2 separate regions of the Rattus norvegicus genome follow, and region 2 is linked to region 1. The links are chromatin contacts, called in public Hi-C maps. All regions are on one chromosome and are shown on one strand. Each heading gives the region's core, a stretch centred on a gene start, on an enhancer-like site or on the middle of the called end of the contact. The rest is flanking DNA. Distances are from core to core; before and after follow the strand shown.

Region 1 (4,332 bases), core at 1,316-3,815:
GTACACACTTGGGTAAGCAAATCTCACTGGGAAAGAGAGTTGGCTCCAGCACTTAGCGTCTAGTCTATTTTTCCCCCTCTCTCTTCTCTGGCTGTCTTCCCTCTGTGCATCCTTGAGTCTTCTCCGCTGATCTCTCTTGTAATTGCAGAACTTGAGGAGCTCCTTCTAACTCATGTCCAGCGACCTGTATGCTGAAAACACTTCAGATCCCATCCCGCGTGTTACTAGTGCCCTTCTCTCCTGTCTTTCCCTTTGTTCTCCTCTAATTGCATGGACAAATGTCTTCCATTCTTTTTCTAAATGCACCTAAGGTCATCTCCTGCCTTTTACCTCCATGACCATTGTCTAGTTTTTGTCATCTCTGCTCTGGTCTTGACCTTACTCCATTCTCTGTACTTCTAATCTCAGTAGAAGTATCTATGGTGTGAAATGTTTACCCTGAAACCAGGTAAAACATAAAACCCCAGGTTTTATGAGTCAGGAGCCTGGATACGGCTTAGACAGGTGCCATCGGCCTCTTACATGGCTGCAGTCAGCTGTTAGACTAATTTGCCATGGTCCCAAGCCCAGCCTGGCGACAGATCCACCACGGTTCACTCAGATGACTCTCACAAGACTTCATATCTGGCCATTGGTCAGTCATCGGTTCCTGTGCATACAGACCTGACCACAACACAGCTCAGGACATGGCTGGTGTCGTCCCCCGAGCAAGCGTAGGTACCCAAGATGAAACCTAATATCAGTCTTGATGCCATCGCTTCTAACATACTCTGGTCATAGAGATGGGATCACTAAGCCCTACTCTAGGAGAGAGGATTGGACCAGGATGTGCATTCAGGAATGCAGGATCATTGAGAACAATCTTAGCGACGGCCTGACACCTCCTCTTCAGGCCTCCTAAAGTGTACAGATGACATCTTCTCTCCCCTCTTGAGAAACTCTGATGACTCACTTGTACAGCCAGAACACACTCTTTCCTAATAAGCCCCCACCCTCCAGCCCAGTCTCGCCTTCCGTTCCACCCCCAAGCTCCCAAGGACTTGGAACTATCATGCCACTATTCCTGTCACACGCCATTCCCATGAAATGCCACTGCCTCTTAGCAAGTTTGTTCTGGACTGCACAGGCCATTGTGTTTTTTTTTTAGTTAGGCATCCTTTGGAGATCTTGCTTTTCTCTAAAACAAACCTGAGCAAACCAAATTAAAACTCTCTCCACTTGAATATGTCATGGGATTGAACATTTAACATGTTCTGGCTAACCCTGGGCTCCAACCTCATAGGTAGCAATGAATAGCCTAGTAAGAGCACCAGTGGAAGGGGAAGCCCTTGTTCCTGCCAAGACTGAACCCCCAGTGAACGGGATTGTTGTGGGGAGGGCGGTAATGGGGGGTAGGATGGGGAGGGGAACACCCATATAGAGGGGAGGGGGAGGGGTTAGAGGATGTTGGCCTGGAAACCGGGAAAGGGAATAACAATTGAAATGTAAATAAGAAATACTCAAGTTAATAAAGATGGAGGAAAAAAAATGTTCAGGGATTTAGCCAGAGGTACATTTTGGAGCCACCTGTTCCCATTTCCTACAGAAACCTGGCGCCCCTGGTCTGGTGTATACAAGACCCTCGCCATCTCCAATAGTGTTATTAAAATGTCTAGAGAACAGCCTTTTGTGATAGGGTGATACTAAGTCAATACACACAAAAAATAAAATAAATAAAAGCACTTATGCCCATCACCATCTGCCTGCACATGCAGGAAGAAACAGAAGAAAGAGGCTTCCTAACCTGTTCCTCTAGTTACTGTCTGTTCTTAGACATGTTACTTCATATTTACGATTCTGTTGCCTCATTTGTAAGTGTAAATGATTCAAGTAGTCACTGATGGTTAGCACACACCAGGGACCGTTCCATACGTTTTAAATATGTTAATTTACCAACATATAAAGCAGGTACTATATATCCTTTTTACAGATACAGTAATGGTGGCATAGAGTAATTTACACTGCGAGACGCTGCTGATAAATGGTAAAATTAAGATTACGACACAGGCAGTGAGGGTGCGAATCTTTGTCATAAAATTCACTCCACGGGGTTGCATGGGTAAAACGAAATAATGCAAATTAAGGGCAAAGGCAGGCCAAGGCAGGCCTGACAGTAGGCATTCTTTTTTTTTTTTTTTTTTTTTTTGGTTCTTTTTTTCGGAGCTGGGGACCGAACCCAGGGCCTTGCGCTTCCTAGGTAAGCGCTCTACCACTGAGCTAAATCCCCAGCCCCGGCATTCTTCTTTTTTAAATGCCCAGTATCATCGCTTGGAAATGGAGAATTCATTCAAAACCTCCAGTTTTCTGCAGGAACTTAGCAGAGAACATCCACACTGCTTTGCGGTTCTCGACTCTGGAAGGCTCTGGAAGGCAAGGGTAGCTGATGGACCAGAGGGCCACTTGCTGAGGGGCCTGGGTCCCAGGCATTTCTGAGTCGGCCGACACCAGGTCGACCCCGCCCCATGTCGCTGCTGTACCAGGTTGTCCGTGGAAGCCCGGCCCTCGGCGAAGGATCGAGTTTCCTTTAGTGGCCTAGAGGCTGCCGAGCACATTTCTGGCTTTCCACCTATGGGTTAGCAGTTCGCAGTCAAGTCGGTAAAGTCGATTCCTCCTCCCGACCGGCAGAGGGCGCAAGAGCACATGGCTCGACGTTTCTTGGGAACGGAAGTGACGTCAAGAAAACGGAACTCTGCGGGGTTTGGGTGCAGTGTTGAGCGGTTCCCTGAAGCCGAATTCGCTGCCTCCCACTTCTGATTCCACAAAGTGGAGTTTAAATGTGCTTTTCAGCTCTGACACTCTCATTTATGTTTTTAAATGTTAAATCAGTGTCCTGGACAAAAGGACCTCTCTAGTCACTCACTGCTTCTCCGAGTGGAAAGAGAACCCCGAGAAGCAGGCGGTGCAGGGCCTAAGGACGTCCAGGCCAAGTGTCTCAGCACTGTTCCCATTCAGGGAGGGAGGGACTTCCCAAGTCCAAGGAATGGTTTGCTAGGGTAGGGTTGCCGGAGTTACCAAATAAAATGCAGGACACCCTGTTAAACTTGAATTGCAGATAAAGAAGTAATGTCTTTGCTTAGAAATATGCCAGACATTGCGCGCGCGCGCATACACACACACACACACACACACACACACACACACACACACACACACGTTCAAATTTAACTGGGTGTTCTGTATTTTACCTGGCAATCCTACCTCTAACGCTACCTAGGAAGCCAGACTCAGGCCTTCTATATAGGCCCGCATGTCTCTCTCATAGTAACTAGAAGTTTCAGAGCTCTGTTGTGACCAGCTGTAACCCTGAGTTTATCTGGATGGCTTCTAGCTCATCGAAATGGCGATTGCACAATCTAAGGCTACTTGGAAGCTAAGAGATCAAAGGTCCTCTCTCTCTCTTTTTTTTTTTTTTTTTTTTTCCCCCCGGAGCTGGGGACCGAACCCAGGGCCTTGCGCTTCCTAGGTAAGCGCTCTACCACTGAGCTAAATCCCCAGCCCAAAGGTCCTCTCTTTTAAGATGAGTGTATTCCAATGACACTAAGAACTGAAATATGGGGCAGGAGAGACGGCTCAGCGGTTAAGAGCACTGACCGCTCTTCCAGAGGTCCTGAGTTCAAATCCCAGCAACCACATGGTGGCTGACAAACGTCTGTAATGGGATCTGATGCCCTCTTCTGGCATGTCTGAAGACAGATACGGTGTACTCATATAAATAAAAAAATTTTTTTAAGAAAAAGGAACTGAAATATAAACGGAAGGCTGAGAGGAGGCTGGACAGAGAAAGCGTACTCTACCGTTTATTGGCATCTCAGTGGGAATCAACTAAAGGATTTTCAGCAGAATGTGGGAAATCACTAAAAAATAGGACTCGTGTTTCAGAACACTTTTCTGATCACCAGGATGTCATAGCCGGTGATTTTTCACAGGGGGTGACAACACAGCAAAGAAGTGAGAGAATCCTTGTACTGTTGCCTCCCCGGTGGGCCCTTTACTGCAGCAAGAGAGCCAGTTTGGACAGGTGGGCATCCTGGATTGGGGTAGGGGAGAGGGCTCTCAGACAACGCATCTCCTGTGACCTCATGAGGCTGTGTGGCTGGGCCTGCTTCTCCCAGGTTGGAGGGAGAGAGAGAGGAAGGAAAAACTACCACCAGGTCTCCCGCTCTGTTCTGTTCTGTTCCGTTCTTTTTAACTTTATATTGATTTGTAGTGAGTTTCACATCACGTACCTGTGTCTCACGCATCTGCCCGTCCCCTAATATCTGTCCATCTCTCTTGTAGCCTCCGCTGTGACCA
Region 2 (4,621 bases), core at 33-2,532, 34 kb after region 1:
CTAAGTTCCCACCTCGAGTGCTGCGACTGTGGTGATGCTGTTCTTTTCTCAAGGCAGAGAACACAGGGAGGGCAGGTGTCGGGCAAGGACCAAGAATTGGGGATAAAGGGGGCAGTCTAGAAAATATCAAGTAAATACCAAAACCAAATGAGAGAACGAGGGGTCTCCTACAGAGAGAGGACAGGCAATCAACCCACACCCATTTCCATCCCCTCACCGTGGTGGCCTGGGAGGCCCCCAGAGTGAGTTCCTCCAGCAGATCCCGGGTGCTGAAGCCCTCCTCCACCATCACAAAGTCCGATTCACTGAGGTAGCCAGCCATGCTGAGCAGGGGGAGCCCAGGGGCTGGATGAAACTGCTGCCTTGGAGCACCGCTGGCTGCCTTGGCCACCGCCTTAGAAAGTATGCAACACACTGTGGGGAGAGGGAGATGGAGGAGACCGCTGGGGAGCAGGCTGCACCCTCACCTCCCCGGGCCTAGCTTCCCTACACGGTCATGCTCTGCACCCCACCCCACCCCCAAGCACAAGCCTGAGAAGCTGAGGTTCGCTGGGAACGGTGATGATGTCTCTGCTAGAGCCTCAATTATCCCCATCGGTTAAATTGGATTGCTTTGGAGTTCTTTTCCAGTTCTGAAATTTGGGATTGGAAGGAAAAGAAAGTGTGGTGGACAGATCTGAGAAACCTAGGTGAGGATGTCGCCTTCCTTCTGAAGGAATCCTCCAGTCCGGACCACGACTACCTAAAGGGCCAAAACCCGTGAGCTTATTAAGTTCGAGTCTGCTCTCTGCTTCATGACCTTGGGTCAGTTTCCCCATTTATAAAAGGCTGGTTCTGACACGCTAAGAATGCTCTAAGAGCCACCGGTGGTTCTGTCCACGGGACCGCTCCCTCGAGTGCAGGGCAGGGGTCCCGCACCCCAGCCCCAGGCCTCCTTACCAAGCCCCGTCCTCCTTCGCGGGGGCCAGAGCCAGGCGCGCTGCTAGGGGGGGTCGCCGGTGACCTCGAAACTTGTGCAACACCCCGAGGAGGAGTGGCAGTTGCGGAGCCGAGGCCCCTGCTGAGAGGAGGCAAGGGGGACCAGGGGACAGGTCAGCGCCCAAAGCCTAGTGGGCACCCGCTCCCCAAGGCTCCCCCCAGCCATCTCCTGCACTCGCCTTAAAACGCATTTACACGGCTTCGGCCCATAGGTCTCCCCAGCGAGTGAATCGGATCCTCGGCGCCTCCGCTCGCTCGCTCCCCCCGGCTCCGGCCCCGCGGCCTGCGCCCCGCGCGCCCAGCAGCCACCGACCCCACGCCCCGCCTTGCGCCCGCCGCTCGCTTATATAAGCCCCGCCCTAGCCCCGCCCCGGTGCTCCGGCCCCGCCCCTGTCCGCTCCGTAGCCAGGGCAACCGGGTGCCGCCAGCCCATTGGTCGATTCGGGCATAAAGCATTCAGCGCTGCGAGGCTACTCCGCAAAGCTGCGCAGCTAGACAAGCTGCCTGGCTGGTGTCCGCAGAGGTCCACGCGGGGAAATCCTTCGAATCCTAGGCGACTACGTAGTCGGAGCCGCGGATCTTGAGTCCTGAATCTCAAAAATTGACTCTGGAAAACTTTTCTGTCCCTGCCTGAAGTCGATGGTTCCCTGCTCCTCCCCTGGTGAAGTTCTGGCTTCTTCCTTGGAGCCCAAGCCTCTCGCTGTCCTATTTTGTAATATGACCTTTTACTTTATCGCCTCTCCTAGGCATCTTAAACTCCCAACTCAAATGGCAGCTCATATGTGTTCAGAGAGGGGTTTTGAGGCTTCACAAGCTCGGGGCGATGCCTCCCTTCTTCATTCTCAGAATCCACCAGACTCAGGTGAAATGTGGCTTCGACTCAAAGCATGTCTCCTTTTCTATACACAAATTCCTGCTCATCCATCAGAGTCCAGTGTAATGTCTTCCTCTGTCGAGCCTTCCCTGGCCACGAAACGCAATGGGACTCAGAGTTCTTGTCTCTGTCTGACCCCTTCCTCCATCTTTTGAGCCTTAATATCGGATGCTGAGATTCCTGCCTCTACTTTTCACTTTTTTGCCTGATAAAACATCTCAGATTTGTGCACTCCAAGCACAGACTGAGAGCAGGACTCCTTAGAGCGCTTAGCGTGCACACGGTGATGCTCAGAAGCTAATTCAAGAGTTCTCCCGGTAGAAGTCAGAATGCTGCTTGTCTCTGAGCCTGTGGCTACTGATTGGGAAGGGACATAGTAGAACTTTTTGGGGTGTTTGGTATTGGTTAAAGGTGTGTGTGTGTGTGTGTGTGTGTGTGTGTGTGTGTGTTCCTCGAATTATACACATATGATTAATGTCCTGTTATATGTGTTATGTACACTACATTAAGAATTTACAAGTTTTAAGCCGGATGTGATGGCACATGCCTTTAATCCCAGCAAATCTTAGTTCAAAGCCAGCCTGTTCTACAGGAGATCTACTGCCAGGATTCCACAGAGAAATTCTGTCTCAAAAAAGAAAAAAAAAATTTTACAAATTTTAAGAAAACCCTTGATAGGGTTGTAGAGATGGGTCAGAGGTTAAGAGCACTTGTTGGTCTTGCAAAGGACCAGGTTCAATTCCTACTTCCCACATGTGAACTCCATCTAACTTCAGTTCTAGGGTATCCAATGCCCTCTCCTGGCTTCCCTGGTCACCAAGCACAAATGTGGCGCACACATGCATGTAAGTGAAACATTCATACATATAAAGCAAGTCTTTTTTTTTTTAAAGAAGGGGGCTGGAGAGATGGCTCAGTGGTTAGGAGCACTGACTGCTTCTCCAGAGGTCCTGAGTTCAAATCCCAGCAACCACATGGATCTGTAATGGGATCTGATGCCCTCTTCTGGTGAGTCTGAAGACAGCTACAGTGTACTTATATATAATAAATAAATAAATCTTAAAAAAAAATAAAATAAAGAAGGAAGAAAAACCCTTGGCATAAAATAAGTACCTCACAAATGCTACTGACTTGTCAAGTTTTATTTGGTAGAAATCTACAGATAATCTTAATTACAGATAATCTTAACTGCCTTTTAATTATTGTTTGAAGTATGTCTGGGGCTGAGGATGTAGCTCAGTTAACAGTGCATTCTAGCACCAAATAAACAGGATATGTTGGTACTTGCCTGTAATCAGAGCATTCAGGAGTAGGAGTGGAGACAGGAGGATCAGAAGTGTAAGGTTGGGGCTGGGGATTTAGCTCAGTGGTAGAGCGCTTACCTAGGAAGCGCAAGGCCCTGGGTTCGGTCCCCAGCTCCGAAAAAAAGAACCAAAAAAAAAAAAGAAGAAGTGTAAGGTCATCCTTGGCTACCAGGAGTGTTCAGAGCCAGCCTGGGCTACAGGAGACCTTGTCGAAAGAAAGGAAGAAAGAAAGAAAGAAAGAAAGAAAGAAAGAAAGAAAGAAGAAAGAAAGAAGAGAGAAAGAAAGAAGAGAAAAAAAGAAGAAAGAAAGAAGAGAGAAAGAAAGAAAGAAGAGAGAAAGAAAGAAGAGAGAAAGAAAGGAAGGAAAAAAGAAAGAAAGAAAGAAAGGAGAAAGAAAGAAGAGAGAAAGAAGAGAAAAAAGAAGAAAGAAAGAAGAGAGAAAGAAAGAAAGAAGAGAAAAAGAAAGAAGAGAGAAAGAAAGGAAGGAAAAAAGAAAGAAAGAAAGAAAGAAAGAAAGAAGAGAAAAAAGAAAGGAGAGAGAAAGAAAGAAGAGAGAGAAAGGAAGGAGAAAGAAGAAAGAAAGAAAGAAAGAAAGAAGAGAAAAAAGAAAGAGAGAAAGAAAGAAGAGAAAGAAAGGAGAGAGAGAAAGAAAGGAAGGAAAAAGAAAGAAAGGAGAGAGAAAGAAAAGAAAGGAGAGAAAGAAAGGAAAGAGAAAGGAAGGAGAAAGAAAGAAAAAAGAAAGAAAGAAAAGAAGGAAGGAAGGAGAAAGAAAGGAAGGAAGGAAGGAAGGGAGGAAGGAAGGAAGGAAGGAAGGAAGGAAGGAAGGAAAAGCAAGTCACTAGTCCATCTGTAACACCTCTTGAAGAACAGCCAAGGTGTTCTTAGAGAAAAGCAAGTGGCTTATGTGGAGCTTATGGTAAAGCCTGTGCTTAACTTGTGTGGGGCCCCGTTTATATCCCCATCATCAAAAAGGGAGAGAAAAGGACTTCCTCCCCCAGATGTCACAAGACATTCTATTAGGTTGTAGTCTTGAAAACAGTGTGGTTCTGGGGCAGGAAAAGGCCACAGAATAGTCATCTGGAAGAGAGAGCTTGAGTCTCAAACCAGTGGAGATAAGCGTTTGATCGGCTGTCAGTATTCACTCACCTGCCGGACTGTGGGCTTTGTGAAGCCAGAGGCACTTCCTGACCAGCCTCTATATCTCCCCAAGACGTATTTTACAACCTAATGAAAATACACTCCACAAGTGGGGCAGTGTGGGACCATGAAGTCGGAGAGAGCCATTTTCCAATCCTCAACTTACCAGAGCCATATGTGTCTACTGAGCAGCCTGCTTTACACCCTGTGAACCAACTGGGTTCAAACCGCTTTCTCTAGGTCCTTCTGCTTGGAAGCTTTTCACTTTCTGTGCTCAGGAGTATCCACTGCACAGAGCCACTCCCAGGTTCCTGCTCTGAGAGCTAGC

Evidence for each region. Hi-C and Micro-C count contacts between places; a contact is called where the count stands out from the background.
Region 2: a contact with region 1 is called in a Hi-C map of Schwann cells, with 1.6 times the contacts expected there. The contact joins the promoter of Azin2 here to the enhancer-like site in region 1. A contact is called at or near these places in 2 of 12 Hi-C or Micro-C datasets (Schwann cells and liver).

Annotation. Positions count from the first base shown.
Region 1 is chr5:146,558,391-146,562,722 of GRCr8, forward strand. No RefSeq gene overlaps it. Among named protein-coding and RNA genes, the nearest start is that of Azin2, 34 kb to the right of the region's middle. Within about 2 kb of position 2,566, at least 32 of the 93 cell types and tissues checked have an H3K27ac peak or open chromatin away from gene starts, as enhancers often do. A contact at or near this core is called in Schwann cells and liver, where this site is marked.
Region 2 is chr5:146,593,495-146,598,115 of GRCr8, forward strand. It overlaps Azin2 (antizyme inhibitor 2), which reads right to left and starts at 1,283. Exons shown (of 11, transcript NM_001014261.3): 1 at 1,158-1,283; 2 at 940-1,060; 3 at 218-414. The coding sequence starts at 322.